Regions from separate parts of the Gossypium hirsutum genome. Here region 2 is linked to region 1. The links are chromatin contacts, called in public Hi-C maps. All regions are on one chromosome and are shown on one strand. Each heading gives the region's core, a stretch centred on a gene start, on an enhancer-like site or on the middle of the called end of the contact. The rest is flanking DNA. Distances are from core to core; before and after follow the strand shown. Region 1 holds the start of LOC107946344 (inorganic pyrophosphatase TTM2). Region 2 holds the start of LOC107946354 (transcription factor BIM2).

Region 1 (3,433 bases), core at 392-2,891:
TCTCGTGGAGCTCTCATTTTGTTAAAAGGTAAAAGAATTGGCAGTCTTTATATTTTAGAAGGTTCTACAGTGACCGATGAAATCGGACGTCCCTCATCCGTTACAGAGTCAAAGTCAACTCGTTTGGAGTGGAAGTAACTTGGTCATAGGAGGGAAAAATGTATGTCTGTTTCGTTAAAGAGAGGTTCTCTTTTGGATGCAAGTTTTGAAAAGTTAGGACATTGTATTCGTGAAAATCAGACCCGGGTTAGTTTTGATTTGGTAGTGTACAAGTCGAAGGCTAGAAGTCTTCCAGTTTCTAAGCACAGATTCGACTCAGTTAATTCCCTGCATAGTTCAAGATAGGCTCGTGGCGAGCTTTGACAAAGATGGCATTGTAGAAATGTGAGTCAAGGTGGAGATTTGTTAAGTATGACTCCTATTTCAGTCAAATTTGAGAAATAATCTTCTAGTTAAACTCTGTTTATTTGTTTCAATCAAACACTGATTAGTTTAGATTATTTTATTATTATTTGACATATGAATTTAGTCTATAAATAGGCTCTTTTACAACCTTAAAAAATACATCCATTAGATATTAGAACTTATAACACATTTAGAAAATTTTGTGTTTGCGTTTTGAGGGTTCTTTGTTTTCGGGTTTTCGGGGTTTAGTTTTTATCTTCTTCTTTTGTACTCTTCATTTCTTTTGCCATTATAGTAAAATTATTTTTGCCCGTGGTTTTTTATCCTCTTTGGAGGAGTTTTTCCACGTTAAATTTGTGTGTTCAATTTCTTCTGCTATTTTTACTTGTTTCTTGCTTAATCGAGTCGATTTCTAACAATAAAATTACTTAAATTTATAAAATATTTAAATAACTTAAAAAAATTACTTGAAATATATATAAAAAAAAAGAAAATTTATAAGTAAAAATAATTTTAAAAACATGTTTTACTTTAAAAGCTTACTCAATTTTAAAAAAAAGCATTTATAAAATTACTTAAATTAATAATTTTTAAAAAGTATTTTAACATAAAATTAGGAAAATTTTTCAAGAAATTTAATATGAATATTCAGAAGAGAGAATGAAGAACAAAAATCACGTGACATTTTTGGGCAGAAAAGAGGCCAATCATGGTGGTGTGGGCTAAGTGCTTGCTAAGGTTGAGGGAGGAAGAAAAAAGAGAGAGAGAGAGAAAAAAAAAGAGACGAGAGGAAAGGAAAGAAAAGAAATCAAAAGAAAAGATTTTTATTTATGTTTTTTAGTTTAAATAAAGGGAAAATTTCATGCAAGTCCCTTTTTCTTGACCCTTGATCATTCACTACTCTAATCAAGCCCCTTTTCCACGTGTCACTCATCCAGTAGTTCACAGGTCAATTTTTGATAAATTTTTAACGCTATCAGACAAGAGTACTAAAATAATAGACAGAGAAAAAGTACAAATACTACATTAATAATTTTATTAAAGTACAGAGATAAATTTTGCAATTATTCCAAATTTCATAACTTAAAATTTATTTTTATGAAAGAGTTAATATACCAAACAAATTTTATAATTTAAATTCAACCAGGCATCTAAATTTAAATTTTCTGTTCTCATATTAAGATAATTTTTTTTATTATATAAAAAATCCAATTTCAACAGCCCAGCCCAGGTAATTTGTTCGGTTTGGAATTGTAAGTAAAGTTCCAACTTCCAAGCGCAAAAAACAGTCAATTGGAGACACAAACACTTGGCTTCCCAGGATTGAGCATTTCATCGATCCCCGGAAAAGAATCGAAACTGCTGCAAATACTAGTATTAAATACCTCTCTCTTCCTTGTTTTATCTTTGTGTGAATGCATTCTCGAGAAAGTGTTTTTTCCTCCCCTTAGATTCTCTAGAATTCCCAACTTCCAGAAAAAAACGAGGAAAATCCCGGAAAATCACATTCGTTTCTATTCCGAAAAAAGAAACCAGAGAAATAGAAGGACCATTTTTTATACAAGGAGAAAGGGTTAATCCAGTGTGACTCATTTACTATAAAGAACAGTAGAACACATAGAAAAAAAATATAAATAAACAAATTAAAAAACCCCGACTCATTCGGTGTCTCGGTGAGTATAATCATCATCATTACTAAAAACCTTTTTTTTTTCTTTTTATTGAATTTGATATATACTCTAATTACGGAATCTGGGCATAGCTTGTTTTGTCATTCTGTTATCTGGGTAATTATTATTATTTCATTGTTTGCTTTGATTATTTATTTATTTATTTGGGGGGGGGAGAGGGGGGCAAAGGTGGTTACGAAAGATTCAAATAATGTGTTAGAATAGATGTTTTGGTAAGTTTCTGTTTAATACTTCGTTGACGTTGCTGTCATTTTCCTCTTTGAATGTGATTCTTTATATGTTTTGGAATGTTGGGTCATTGAAAATCAAAATTTTGTGGTGGTGGTGTTTTTTTTTTTTTTAATGTAAAAGCTGTTTGTTTTGATCTTTGAAGTTGTTACTTTTATTTTCCATGTAGTTTCCATATCTGTTTTTCTGACTAGTGTGCACCGAGTAAAGCAGAGATAAAAGAATAGTTTTTTCTTTTCTTTTTTCTTTTTGTATTGCTTGATTTTGTTCTTTCTTTGGATCCTTTACAGCTAATGCGCTACAGTTTTTATTTGAGTTTAATGTTAAAGAATGAGATATTCATTGCTTGTATCATGACAATTAGTGACTGAAGGAGATGATAATATGTACTGCTGTAATCTTTTAGCATGATGTCTAATAGTTGCTTGCCTTGCTCTTATCAATGTGGAAATTGGTACTTTCATTTTACCTTTATGGATCAGTGTGAATATATTAATGCTTTACAAAGATAATTAATCATCTTGATTTCCCTCTTACTTAGTACAAAAAGAGTTGGTCATTTCTGTTATTTCCATAAAACTCTTACTGCTGTGTCCATCCTTGGAGGAATGGTATTTTTTTCTTATTATTATTTATATTGTTTTTTTCCTCCTTAAAATTTATACAAAAGGTGAGCCTAAATGACTGAGTCCTTGATTCTACCTGAACTGCTGTCATGGCATTTGACCAATATAATGCTTAGAATTATATAATCAAAGCATCTTGGTGATTCATTTCCTAACCATATACCTAATGTTGAACTTTGATATTGCTTAAAATTTCTGTATGACTTTGCCTTCTAGTGTGCCTCTATCAAGTAATGCAATTTTTTATTTTTTATTTGTGGCGAGATAATTTCAGTTTTCCCAACGAGTTATACTCTTTATTTCAATTTTGTCATTGACTGAGATTGGGATTACTTTCATGTTTTTTACATGCAACTTTTATGTAGAAAGGATTTGCAGAAAATAAATGGCTATATCGATTTCCAGTTGAAAATTGTCCATCTTATGTTAAATGAAAATTCATTGACGTTTTTTTGGAGGCATGCTCTTAGTACTGGAAGTTGA
Region 2 (3,399 bases), core at 320-2,819, 170 kb before region 1:
AATAAAGGAAAAGGGAGATCTGGGTTAAAGAGTGGGATCCAATCTAATGATATACCATTGTTGATATTGGTGTTGGTATTGGTATTAGCGTTGACAGAGAGAGTATGAAAGGAAGAAGGCCCTGTCTTTTTGGAACCAAACTCTTCTTCCTCTTGACTTGCCTTTCCCCTTCTCATTTCTTTTCTTCTCCAGATGTCACAAGCAAAATATACATAATATGTTATAAAAAAGAAACCGCCCAAAAGTATAAAAAGAATGAAAAAGCAAAAAGACAATTTGTAAGTTGAAGGAAAAGGGAAGAGAAAAAGCATAAAAGTGGAAGGAAATGGAAAGGAAAATATGGAGGATTGTTGGTAGGTTGGTTCCCGGCGAAAACTACAGTACTGTGTGTGTGGGGTTAAACTACAAAGTTGTCTTCCTTTTTTGATGGAATGGAATGGAGAGGGAGACAAAAAGAAAAGGGATGGAGTGCGAGTCATGTGAGTGGATTTCCCGTGAGAGGTTTGCTTAAATTGGGCCTTTTATATGACATGGGCCCTTATTTTATTATTATGTAAAATTATTTATAGCTTCGCACTCATTCATAAATGGAGGATGATGTGTTTCAGTATATTCAAACTTACATCCTCTTAAATTAATAATGATATTCATGTCAATCGATCAAAATAACGTAGATTTGATGTTATATTAATAAGGAGAAAAGCAAAGCAATTTCTGAATTTGATTAAATTTAAATATGATTTTTATACCTACTTTATTTATATTATTGGATTTATTACATTAAAACATGCTTTTCATGGGTCACAAACCCGGGCTTGATGGTGTAGTCCCTTAGATACGGATTTTTGTCCGTGCCTGCATTAAAGAAAATATAAAATATATTATTATGAAAAATGGTAGGTATAAAAATAATTATATGCTACAAGTTTTTTTTTTATTTGTTTGAATTAATTATGAAATCTTTAGATTTTAGAAACAGGATTTAAGAGTGACATCTACGTTACAGTAAAAAATAAAATTCAAGAATTAAAAAATATATATATATATATATGATACTATTTGAATCCTACGTGGTGGAGCGACTCTCAGTTACCATGTGGTTTTTTCACATTTTTCTCTCAGAGCACATCTCGTTTTCTCTGGCCAGGGGTCTCCTCGGCTCTCGGTTTCTTCTGCTCCGGCAAGGTTTCTACATTTGGTGGAGCCACCGTCATCGATAACCCTCGTCAGCTGGCGCGTGGTGGCTGGTTGCTGACGCCGCTCCGAAGGCTTGAAATCTCCTTAAGTCGGTGACTCCTGACGATGTCCACGGTGGTGACGGTGACCCTTCTCCAGGTTCTTGTTGTGGCTTTGACTCCCCCTTAGTGGTGGATTTGCCTTTTAGCCTTTGCATTGACTGTGTCATCCTGTAGGCTTTTGGAGCCCAATGCTTGTATTGTTTGAAGAAACACCTAATATTTTAAATAAAAAGTAATCATAGTTAGATGGGTCCAAATAGGAAGAGTGATTGTTCAAAGTTACAGAAGGTAGATCCAAATAATAAATGGGCCAAACCAATGGGCTCTATTCTTCGATTTTAGTTTCATTTCTTAGACATGGGCATCTCCTATTTTAGTTAGTATTTACCAATAATTACATCTTTTTACTTTCCTTACTTCAACTACCCCACCTGTCATTTTTAGCCAATACCAATGATGCTTCACCAAACATATTTTATATGCAAAGTTACCATAAAAATATTAATTTATATCAATTCGCGACCACCCCTATGATTTTTAATCTTATAAATAGTTACTATATTTTGCCTATCTCTACATTTGTTAATTAATAGAGATGGACACAAATTTAATCATACACTTTACAAAATTTTCACCTCCGAAACAACAATTCAAGACCTGATTTAAATTTAACTTAGTAACATGCTGTTAAAAATCCTTCAAATATGTGCATTAAAAAAGTCTCAAATTTTTCGGTCAAATGATGCTAATAAAATATGACAAATTACATCATGTACCGGACACAAATTGAGTTGTAACTGGAGTTATATCTAAACAACGTAATTATCACTAACAATTTCACCTTTGACATTTTATTAAAACATAATAACATATTCAAGCAAGGTAATGTGATCTTCAGCACGACACTCTCTTTTTATCCAACCATCCATATATATATATAAACAAAATTATAAAATCAATTACGAGTGCATAAAAGTAAAGGAGTATTAACAAAATAAAATTCAACAAAAAAATTATAAGTGAAAAAAAATTATGTTCTCCCTAACTTCCTCGCTTGACTCATTACTTTTCCTTTTTTTTTATCAAAAAAGCAAAGGCATTACGAGCAAGCAAATTTTTCTTGTAACGGAGAACACGAGTCATTTGTCCCTTAGGCTCTTTAAATTTTGTAGTTGTTTATTAATGTAGACTAAGTCTTCATCTAAATGTTACATTAATCTAACCTTATCAGCATTAGAAAGCCCTTGTGTCACGGACTTGGAGTTTTCCCACACATCCGTGCGGCCTTAGGCAGTTTCTTGGCTTAAAAACGCCTAAGTCAGCCTAACTTCCCTTGATAAAGGATTCAACCGTAAAAACGCTTAAGTCAGCTCAACTCGCAACAATAAAGGATTCAACAGAATTCCCTTAAAGTTTCCACAAAGAACAGCGGAAGAACGAATTAAGAACGATCTTTGAAAGATAAACAAAAGCAAGAACGCTTGAGAGAAAAATTTGAGTAAATGCTCTCTACTTCTCTTATTCACAAAGAATAATGAAACAATTCAGGAGTTAGTACAAATGAGGGGGAGGCTCTCTATTTATAGTTGAGCTCCCCCAAAACCGATGGCTACAATTAAAAGCTGTATTCAATTAGGACTCTAAGTTTACAGAATTAGAAGCTGTGTACAATTAGAACTTCTAAGACTACATAGTCCTATCTTCATTATCGGGCCCATCAGGCTTCAATGTGACAGGCCTGTCCAACAGCTCTTTGAATCGGGCCAGTTCTCGTAGGCCAAATGATCCCCATTTGAGCAACAGACCTCCATTGGATGCATTTGGTGCGCTGGTCACGGGCTTTGAACTGCGGCCCATGACATTCTCCCCCACCCATTCTCGCAACGTCCTCGTTGCGACTTCTGAATGGCACTGACTTGATTCGCCTCGGTCTTGTCTCGTCGCCTTAGCCTTTCCCTTTCTTCGGGATTTTTGCCTCGGTTTCTGTCGCTTCCTAACTCGAGCCGTCCTACTCATCGCATTTACTCTGGTCAACTGTCCCACATGCATCGCTTCTTTTCCTTTGAAGTCTGATGCACCACCTACCTTTCCCATAGGTGGAAGCCTTGTCGATGATTCGGCTAACTCCGACGCTTCACTCAACTTGAGCCTCATTGGTCCC

The links. Hi-C and Micro-C count contacts between places; a contact is called where the count stands out from the background.
Region 2: a Hi-C map of leaf shows a contact between it and region 1, with 1.6 times the contacts expected there. The contact joins the promoter of LOC107946354 here to the promoter of LOC107946344 in region 1. A contact is called at or near these places in 2 of 34 Hi-C or Micro-C datasets (hypocotyl and leaf).

The regions. Positions count from the first base shown.
Region 1 is chrD12:49,825,561-49,828,993 of Gossypium_hirsutum_v2.1, reverse strand. LOC107946344 (inorganic pyrophosphatase TTM2) reads left to right here and starts at 1,641. Exons shown (of 12, transcript XM_016880619.2): 1 at 1,641-1,779.
Region 2 is chrD12:49,996,349-49,999,747 of Gossypium_hirsutum_v2.1, reverse strand. It overlaps LOC107946354 (transcription factor BIM2), which reads right to left and starts at 1,569. Exons shown (of 8, transcript XM_016880634.2): 1 at 1,094-1,569; 2 at 56-855. The coding sequence starts at 479.